2 separate regions of the Manis pentadactyla genome follow, and region 1 is linked to region 2. Evidence: chromatin contacts called from public Hi-C data. All regions are on one chromosome and are shown on one strand. Each heading gives the region's core, a stretch centred on a gene start, on an enhancer-like site or on the middle of the called end of the contact. The rest is flanking DNA. Distances are from core to core; before and after follow the strand shown. Region 1 holds the start of SDF2L1 (stromal cell derived factor 2 like 1). Region 2 holds the start of TMEM191C (transmembrane protein 191C).

Region 1 (3,728 bases), core at 23-2,522, 140 kb after region 2:
TGGTATGTCCAAGAGGACACGACACATCCATTGCTTCCCAGATTGTGTTATAGCCCTCCACTGAGGGAGTGGAGGCCCCTCAAGAGCAGGGTCTGTGTGTTCCAGAGCCGACCATTAGCAATTTAGACACTTTAAGCGCTGAAAAGAATGAGGTACCTTATCCCAGATGTAATTCAAAATAAAAACAATAGCAAACATGAAAAACCCAAAATAACATGGTGCTGTAATTTAAATGACTCTACTCTGGATTTTCTGAATGTAAATGAATGATTTAATTAAACTTTTCTGCCTGTTTGCAAGTGCCCCACGTGCATGGGTAGTCAGCCTATCGTGTAATGGAGCCCAGAGCCAGTTCCCCTGCAGCTCCCAGCACAGGGCCTGCAATGCAGTCAACATAAGTATGTTCAATGAATAAATAAATAAATGGTGGTGTAAGTTTTTCTCCCTTGAAGACTGAGCCTACAGCCCTCTTAGAAAACAGTGAGACTGAGACACATTTGTGACGGAAACCTGGGATGACAGTCACCCAGGCTTGGTGCTCCCAGTCACTTGGTTTCTGGGTTCTGGTTTCTTAAGACAGCTTTGGGGCTTTCTGGTGAGAAGCTGTCTACGGACAGCACAGCTCCTTGCTGCCCTCTGTTTCCCAAGGGCCTAGTGACCGTGAGATTCTGCAATGAAAAGAGCCCGTGTGTGGCCAGGGGAATTCAGAAAAGCCAGAGTCCAGGGACTGAGATGACCCATGTAAGAGAGGGGGCCATGACTGGGTGACTGAGGATTTAATTAATTTCGGGGACCACTGACTGAAGGACCAGGTGAGAGATTACTGAGATCCGTCGACTTTGTGACCACACAAATTTAGTGGTCAAGCAACCTCAAGACCCTACAGCTGTGAACCCAGGGTACCAGGGAGTGACCATGATTGAGAGCCCAGAGATCTGGCATCAAGGGGCTTCGTGAACCTGTGCCTGCTGGGTCTTTGGATCCTGAGCCAGGTGTCCAGGGGCCCAACAGCCCCAGGGTGGCACACCCTCACCAGCAGCCTCCCCTGGCGGCTCTTACGTCACTTGGCGCAGCATCAGCTTTCTCTTGGCACTCATTGGTGAGTCTTCGGAAGCGTGGACCAATCAAAACCCTCTTCGTGTCTCCAGCCCCTCCCGTCCTCTGCTCTTGAAAGCTGAGGGCGGGTCCCTTCTAGGCCGGCCCAATGGAGCGCCGTAAGGGCCGGCGATTGGCTGCCGCGACGGGCTCTGCTAAACCGGATTGGCCGGTGGCGGAGACGGAAACTGCCCCTGCACCTGAGCTGCCGGAGCCCTGCCGGGGCGATGTGGAGCGCGGTCTGTGGTCGAGCTGCTGGACTGGCGCAGCTGGGACTGCTGTTGGCGCTCTTGGCGGCGGGCAGCCGTGCCGCCAAGCCCGGCGTGGAGCTCGTGACCTGCGGGTCGGTGCTGAAGCTGTTCAACACGCAGCACAGGGTGCGGCTGCACTCGCACGACATCAAATACGGATCTGGTGCGCGGGGCGGTGGACTGGAGCACCTCCAGAGGGCGGGACCCGGGGCAGGGAGTTTGAAGGCGGGGTGGTCGTGGGGGATCTTCGGGCCAGGAATGTGGGAATCATCAGGGAGCCGGGCTGGGGGACTGGAGTTGTTGGGGGATCGAGGGGGACAAGGACCGGCGGTTTGAGGGAATCGTTGGGAGATCGGGGCGAGGAGGGTAGTCCGGGAGTGGAGAGGCAAGGAGCCTTTAGCCGGGGGCTAGGGGGGCTGGAGGTGAGTCGTTTGGGTCCCAGGGTCGAGGTTGTCTGGGAAACTTTATGGCGTCCGGCTAAGGGTGGGGAGTTCCGGGATTGAGCTAGACCCCGGGGTGGGGGTGTCGCCCCTCAGGAAGCGGCCAACAGTCGGTGACAGGCGTGCAGTCATCTGACGACGCCAATAGCTACTGGCGGATCCGCGGCGGTTCGGAGAGCGGGTGCCCGCGCGGGTCCCCCGTGCGCTGCGGGCAGGCGGTGCGGCTGACGCACGTGCTCACCGGCAAGAACCTGCACACGCACCACTTCCCGTCGCCGCTGTCCAGCAACCAGGTGAGCCCCCTTACCAGCCCCAGGAGAGGCTCCTGGTGTGTGGACGAGGGGCCGGGGACAGAGCCTCAGCCCTTCCTCTCGCCTGCTCTAAGCCTCAGCCTGCTCTGTGAAATTGGAATTTCAGTTCAGAAGTGCTTACTGGGCGCCCCTTCTTGGGACACAGGGTGACTTGGTTGGGGTCCCGCGCCTAGGAACTCTTGGCCCGGAACAGAGACAGAGAAGAGAGACCTGGCTGAACAGTTTCTCTTCTGGGGGCCAGCTGGACACCGGAGAGGGATCTGCGCGGCCTTTGGTGTGGGGAGTGGGGAATTCCAGTGGAGAGGAGGGACTCAGGCTGGGTATGGAGGGATGAGTAGGAGTCCTCCAGGCCACCGAGGGGAGACAGGGGGCTGGGGAAGAGCTTGTGCTTGGAGTTCACTGGAACTGGGTGGGGGCGGGGGGAGCTGGTGAGGGAGGGTGTGGGGTGGTGCTTTTGGGGAGTTCTCAGAAGAAAAATTATGAGATAGAGACCTTGACTGTCAGCCTGAGGGGTTGACCTTTATGCGGAGTGAGGGTCAGAGGGGTTAGGACGGGAAATGTGGAGGAGAGAGGAGGAGGCCTTAGCTCTGTGGGGGCCAGTGGTTATCTCCCAGAGAGATGAGGTGAGGCATGCGCGTTAGAAGAATCCTTGTTGGGGAGGGCCTGCTGGGTGTCTGGGGTGGGGGTAGTGGTGGTCCATTTTGCAGCTGTGGAAGCAGAGGCTCAAGGAAAGACCCAAGGCCCAGTATCCTGAGTGTGAGTGCTTCTGCCAAGCAAGTGACCTTAGGGGACTCAGTGTGCCCTCTGTGGTGACCGTTCTCCACCTCCTCACCCCTAGGAGGTTAGTGCCTTTGGGGAAGACGGTGAGGGTGACGACCTGGACCTGTGGACAGTGCGCTGCTCAGGGCAGCACTGGGCAAGGGAGGCTGCTGTGCGCTTCCAGCACGTGGGCACCTCTGTGTTCCTGTCGATTACGGGAGAGCAGTATGGAAGCCCCATTCGTGGGCAACATGAGGTGCATGGCATGCCCAGCGCCAACATGCACAATACATGGAAGGCCATGGAAGGCATCTTCATCAAGCCCAGCATGGATCCCTCTGCAGGTCATGATGAACTCTGAGCACCTGGGTGGGTGGATGGAGGTCAGCAGGGTGTGGGGCATCTGCTGGGCTACTCTTGGTGGAGACTTTGGTTTGTAGGGGTTCTCAAGTACCTTTGTGATTAAAGAATGTTGGTCTGTGATTGTGTTTTACTGTGAGTCTGGGGGTTCACAGCCCTCCATGGGCTGTGTTTACCATGGCCCAGTTTACCATCTCTTCCTTGGTGCAAAACCTTTGTCTTCAGCACAACTTGACAGCTGAAACCAATCAAACCTTTTTAATGATCTTCTATGCACTCAAGCACTGCTGTGGGTGACCAGAGTCCCCTTCTCCTTTAGATAGTCTGATGGTAAGTAACCCCAGTTTTCCAGCCCAAGACTTTCATGAACCTTTCTGGTAAGGCCTGGGGCCAGGGCCAGGGCCTCAGGAGGAGTGGGAGTCCCACTCCCTGCCAGCTGGGGTGGGGCCCCCCATTCTCCTGGCACCCCTCCCCTAGCAGTTATGGCAGTCTTGACACTTGCCTTTGCTCAA
Region 2 (3,981 bases), core at 1,077-3,576:
CGGGAGCCCTTACACTCAGGAGACACACCCCCCTCCGGCCTCCCGCCCCTCCCCGCAGGCCCGGCTCTGTCCGCACCTGCCGCAGGCTCTCCGCCTGCCTGGCGTGCTTGGCCTCCACCAGCTCCAGCTGTTTCTTCCGGAAAATCCCAGGAACGTCAGGAGGGCCTCCAGCCGCTCCCCGCGCCGTGCCTCGGGGCCGCGCCCAACGCCGCTCGCCCCGCCCTGCCCCGCCCCGCCCAAGTCTCCCGGGCTTCGCCCGAGCCGCCCCAGCGGCCGTCGGGGCCCCACCCGAGCACCTGCAAAGCCATCAGTTGGGTCCCAAGGTGCCGCTCCGCGCGCTGCTGTCTCAGCTGGTCCGCTCCGTAATAGAAGAGCTGCGGGTGGGGCTTGTGAGGGCGGGCTTTGCGGCTCCTGGCGCGGGGGACGCCCTGGGGGGCGGGGACGGGGGAGCCTGGGGGCGGGCACTGGGGGCGGGAAATGAGACGGGCCCGTACCTGACTGGACAGCTCTTCCCACTGCTCCTGCAGCTGCAGGTTCTGCTGCTCCTGCGGACAGGTCGCGGGTGCGGTCCGGCCTTTCCGATGCCCGCCCCGCCCCACCCAGGGCCCTGTCCCCGCCCCCTTCCGCCCCACGCAGGGCCGCGCCCCCACCAGGTCGCTCTGGCGCCGCTCGGCCGCCTCCAGTAGTCCGCGCGCCTGCTCCGCGTCCTCCCGCGCCGCCTCGCGTGCCTCCCGTCGCAGGGTCCGCGCCGTCTGGCTTCGCCTGCCCTGCAGGCTGCAGAGGAGAAACTGAGGCAGTGCCACGGCGGGAGGCGGCGGGTGTTCAGGCTCCCGTGGCCCCGAGGAAGGCATAGCCGCAGGTCTCTTGTCGCCACAGCCTCGAATTCGGAGGTCCCCTGAGTCAATGGCCCTGGTCCCGCCCTCCTAGAACGAGGTCCGGGCCCGGGCGGGGCGGACGAACCGACGGGCCCGCGGGACGCTCTGCGAAGTCCCGAGTGCCCCGCCAGTGGAGCCACGTTGTCCGTGCAACGGCCGCACCTGCGCTCGCGCTCGCGCAGGTCCTGCAGGCGCCCAGTGAGGCTCTCGCTCTCGGCCTCAAGCCCGCGCACCAGCTCCTCCAGCTCCTGCTTCCTCAGGCGCCCGTCGCGGTTGTCCTTCCGCAGCTGCAGGAGCAGCTCCTGCATCTCAGCGCCGGCTCCCGGGGCTCTGCCCACGGCCTCCCGCCGCGGGACCCGGTTTGCGGCCGGCGTCACAATGGGCGGCAGGGGGCGCCCGCTCAGTAGCCCTTTGAAGGAATGTTACGGAAGAGCCACAATCGAATCAATAAAGGATTATTAGCGCTTGAATACCGATCAATCTCTCTTGTGGAAAAGGCTTGGAAATATATATCAGAATCCATTAATATGTTCATATGTATTGATCCCGTTATCCCACTCCTCAAAATTCATGCCGGGAAGAAAAACAATTTTTAAAAACCAGTGTGTATTAAATGGTTCATTGAAGTGGTTACAGTACAGTAATCACACAAAAGGGAAACAATTGTGATTATTAAAATAATCTATTACATGGCATGCATAGATGATGTCTAGTGGAAAAAAATATGATTTAGCATTTATACTAAAATAACTATGATTATAAAGAAGACGGACAAGATCTTTAACTGAAACAGGAGGACAAGCTGTTTCATTGTTTGGTGAGACTGTAGGTAAACTTGTCCTTTTAAAATCTGCCTTTATTTGGCTGATTTCAATTATGAACTTGGATGCTAAAATCCTAAATAAAGTATTTACTAGCCACATCCCAAGGGGTACACTGAAAGGTACTTGGAAACCAACCAGAGTTTATTCCAGGGATTGTTCAAGATCAGAAAACTGATGTTCACCATACAGACAGGAGGAAGGACACCACCATTCAGCGGTGCATTTCAGCAGACGCAGAATATGACAGAGTTCAGCATCTACTGATGGTTTTAAAAGATATTTTGAAAGAGGGATAGAAAGGGACTCTCTAACCCAATGAAGGCTACTTAGTAAACAGAGTAAAGAGGAAGTATTAGCAGCTTCCCTTAAAGATTTTAAGAGAACAGTGACCTTCCTACTAAGCTCTAATAAAGTGCTAGAGGGCCTGCAAGAAGGAAGAAAAAGTCGTAGAAAAGTTTGAAGAGTTTGTCTACCCTAAAGCTACCCCTGTCCAGTTCCTTCTTGGCAATACAAGCCCCTTAGGGCATCTCTTTGCCAAGGGCCTTGTTCTTCTGGGGCAGCAGGCCCATCCTTTGCTAGTCCCAGGCGTAAAGCAGGACTGGTCTAAACCCAACCCTGGCTGTCTTGCTTCCCTCTTGTGGGATTCTGCCTGTGAAACTCAAGGGATGTCAGCTGGGGTTTTCTGGGAGGCGTGCCTCACTATAAAAAGAGATACTGGGGAGATATCTTGTTGCTTATTGATGTTGTCTTCATGTGATGCCTGCAATCGCTGCAGCCACCATGTAAGCATGAGGCGCCTAAAAGAACAAGTCAATCTGTTCTATCTTGTGGTATCTCTCTTAGATTTCCCCCCACCTCTCCTGGGCCAGAACTAGGGCACATGCTCATTCCTCAAGCAGCCACCAGCAAATGGGAATGGGGCCAAAGTGAAGGCACAAAGGATGCTGGGGAGGCATCCCCATGGCCACATGACAGATGGTGCTGGGAAAGCTGGGTCATGATAAGAGAAATAAAACAAGATCCCTACATCAAATTCTACATAAAAAGACAACCCTACAAGGATCAGAGACTTAAATTGGGTAGCTGTAGATTTGGGACTTTGGTCCAGGGAAAGATTTCTTAAGCAAACACAACCTCTGGAGGGAAACTGATGGCCTGGGCTCTGTCAAACTTAGGGATTCCTGCTGATGGAGAGCACCGTGGCACCAGCAGTACTGCTTCCTGGCTGGAGGTGACTGGGCACCAGACCCAAGAGTAGGCAGTAGGCAAAACTCATCACATGGAATTCTTAAGATCTGTGCATTTTACTGCATATAATCATACACTTAAAAACAATCCACTTAGACAAGTAATGACTCTATGGCATCTTACTATGCTAATGGATGGTGATTGCAATGGGGTTGGGGGGGACTTGATAATATGGGTGAATGTTTAAACCACAATGTTGCTCATGTGAAATCTTCATAAGATTATATATCAATGATACCTTGGTTTAAAATAATAATAATAGTAGTAATAATAATAATAATAATATAACAGTCCACTTGGAACAAAAGACACCACGGACAGATGTTCTAAGTGGATGATAGAATGGGAAAAGACCTGTGCAAACTTTGTAATCAAATGATTAATAACTAGAATATATAGGAAATCCTGGGCCCAATCCAAGAAAGACCAAACGTGGAAGAGCAAAGGGTCTGATCGGGCAATGCCCTGTGGGGACGCCTTCCACACCCAGCAGAGTACAGACGGCACTTCCCTTCCCCAGGCAGCCAGGATTAAGACGATGGTTAACGTCCCATATGAGCAATGAGCTGAGTACACAGAGGTCCTGGAGCGCTGACACCAGCACTGTCCACGGGCCATTTGGGGGACCAGTTGGGTAGGAACATTGACTAGGTGTGGCGGCTCTCCACAACCCACAGTTCCACAGAGGAAGTTTCTTACATGTTCTCAAAGCACTGGGAACAGTAGTGCTCCGCCTGTGTTGTGGGACTGAGTGAAATGTGTTCTATGAACTTAATATTTAAGGGAATCCAGTAGAGAAGTTAAAATGAGCTAGGAGCTGCTAAAATCAACACAAAGAGACCTGAAAATAATGTTGACAGTAAAAAAAGCAGGAAGTAGAATGAGCTGTACCCATGATAACGTTGACATAAACTATAACGCACAGGGGTGAGTCCCAGAGGGCAGGGAGGACAAGGAGAAGGACCCAGGTGGGAAGAGGGGATGGTGTATGGGCCGGGGAGGGGGGGCCAAGGTCCCGCATGCTGCTCCCCAGG

The links. A called contact is a pair of places that touch in the nucleus more often than the background predicts.
Region 1: a Hi-C map of skin fibroblasts shows a contact between it and region 2, with 6 times the contacts expected there. The contact joins the promoter of SDF2L1 here to the promoter of TMEM191C in region 2. A contact is called at or near these places in 3 of 3 Hi-C or Micro-C datasets (blood, fibroblasts and skin fibroblasts).

Annotation. Positions count from the first base shown.
Region 1 is chr14:4,354,439-4,358,166 of mManPen7.hap1, forward strand. It overlaps SDF2L1 (stromal cell derived factor 2 like 1), which reads left to right and starts at 1,273. Exons shown (of 3, transcript XM_057491743.1): 1 at 1,273-1,509; 2 at 1,883-2,079; 3 at 2,936-3,339. The coding sequence starts at 1,323. The coding sequence ends at 3,217.
Region 2 is chr14:4,217,171-4,221,151 of mManPen7.hap1, forward strand. It overlaps TMEM191C (transmembrane protein 191C), which reads right to left and starts at 2,327. Exons shown (of 10, transcript XM_057491974.1): 1 at 1,038-2,327; 2 at 651-774; 3 at 495-545; 4 at 297-374; 5 at 77-127. The coding sequence starts at 1,183. The region is part of intron 1 of LOC130680727 (RIMS-binding protein 3C-like); the gene reads right to left.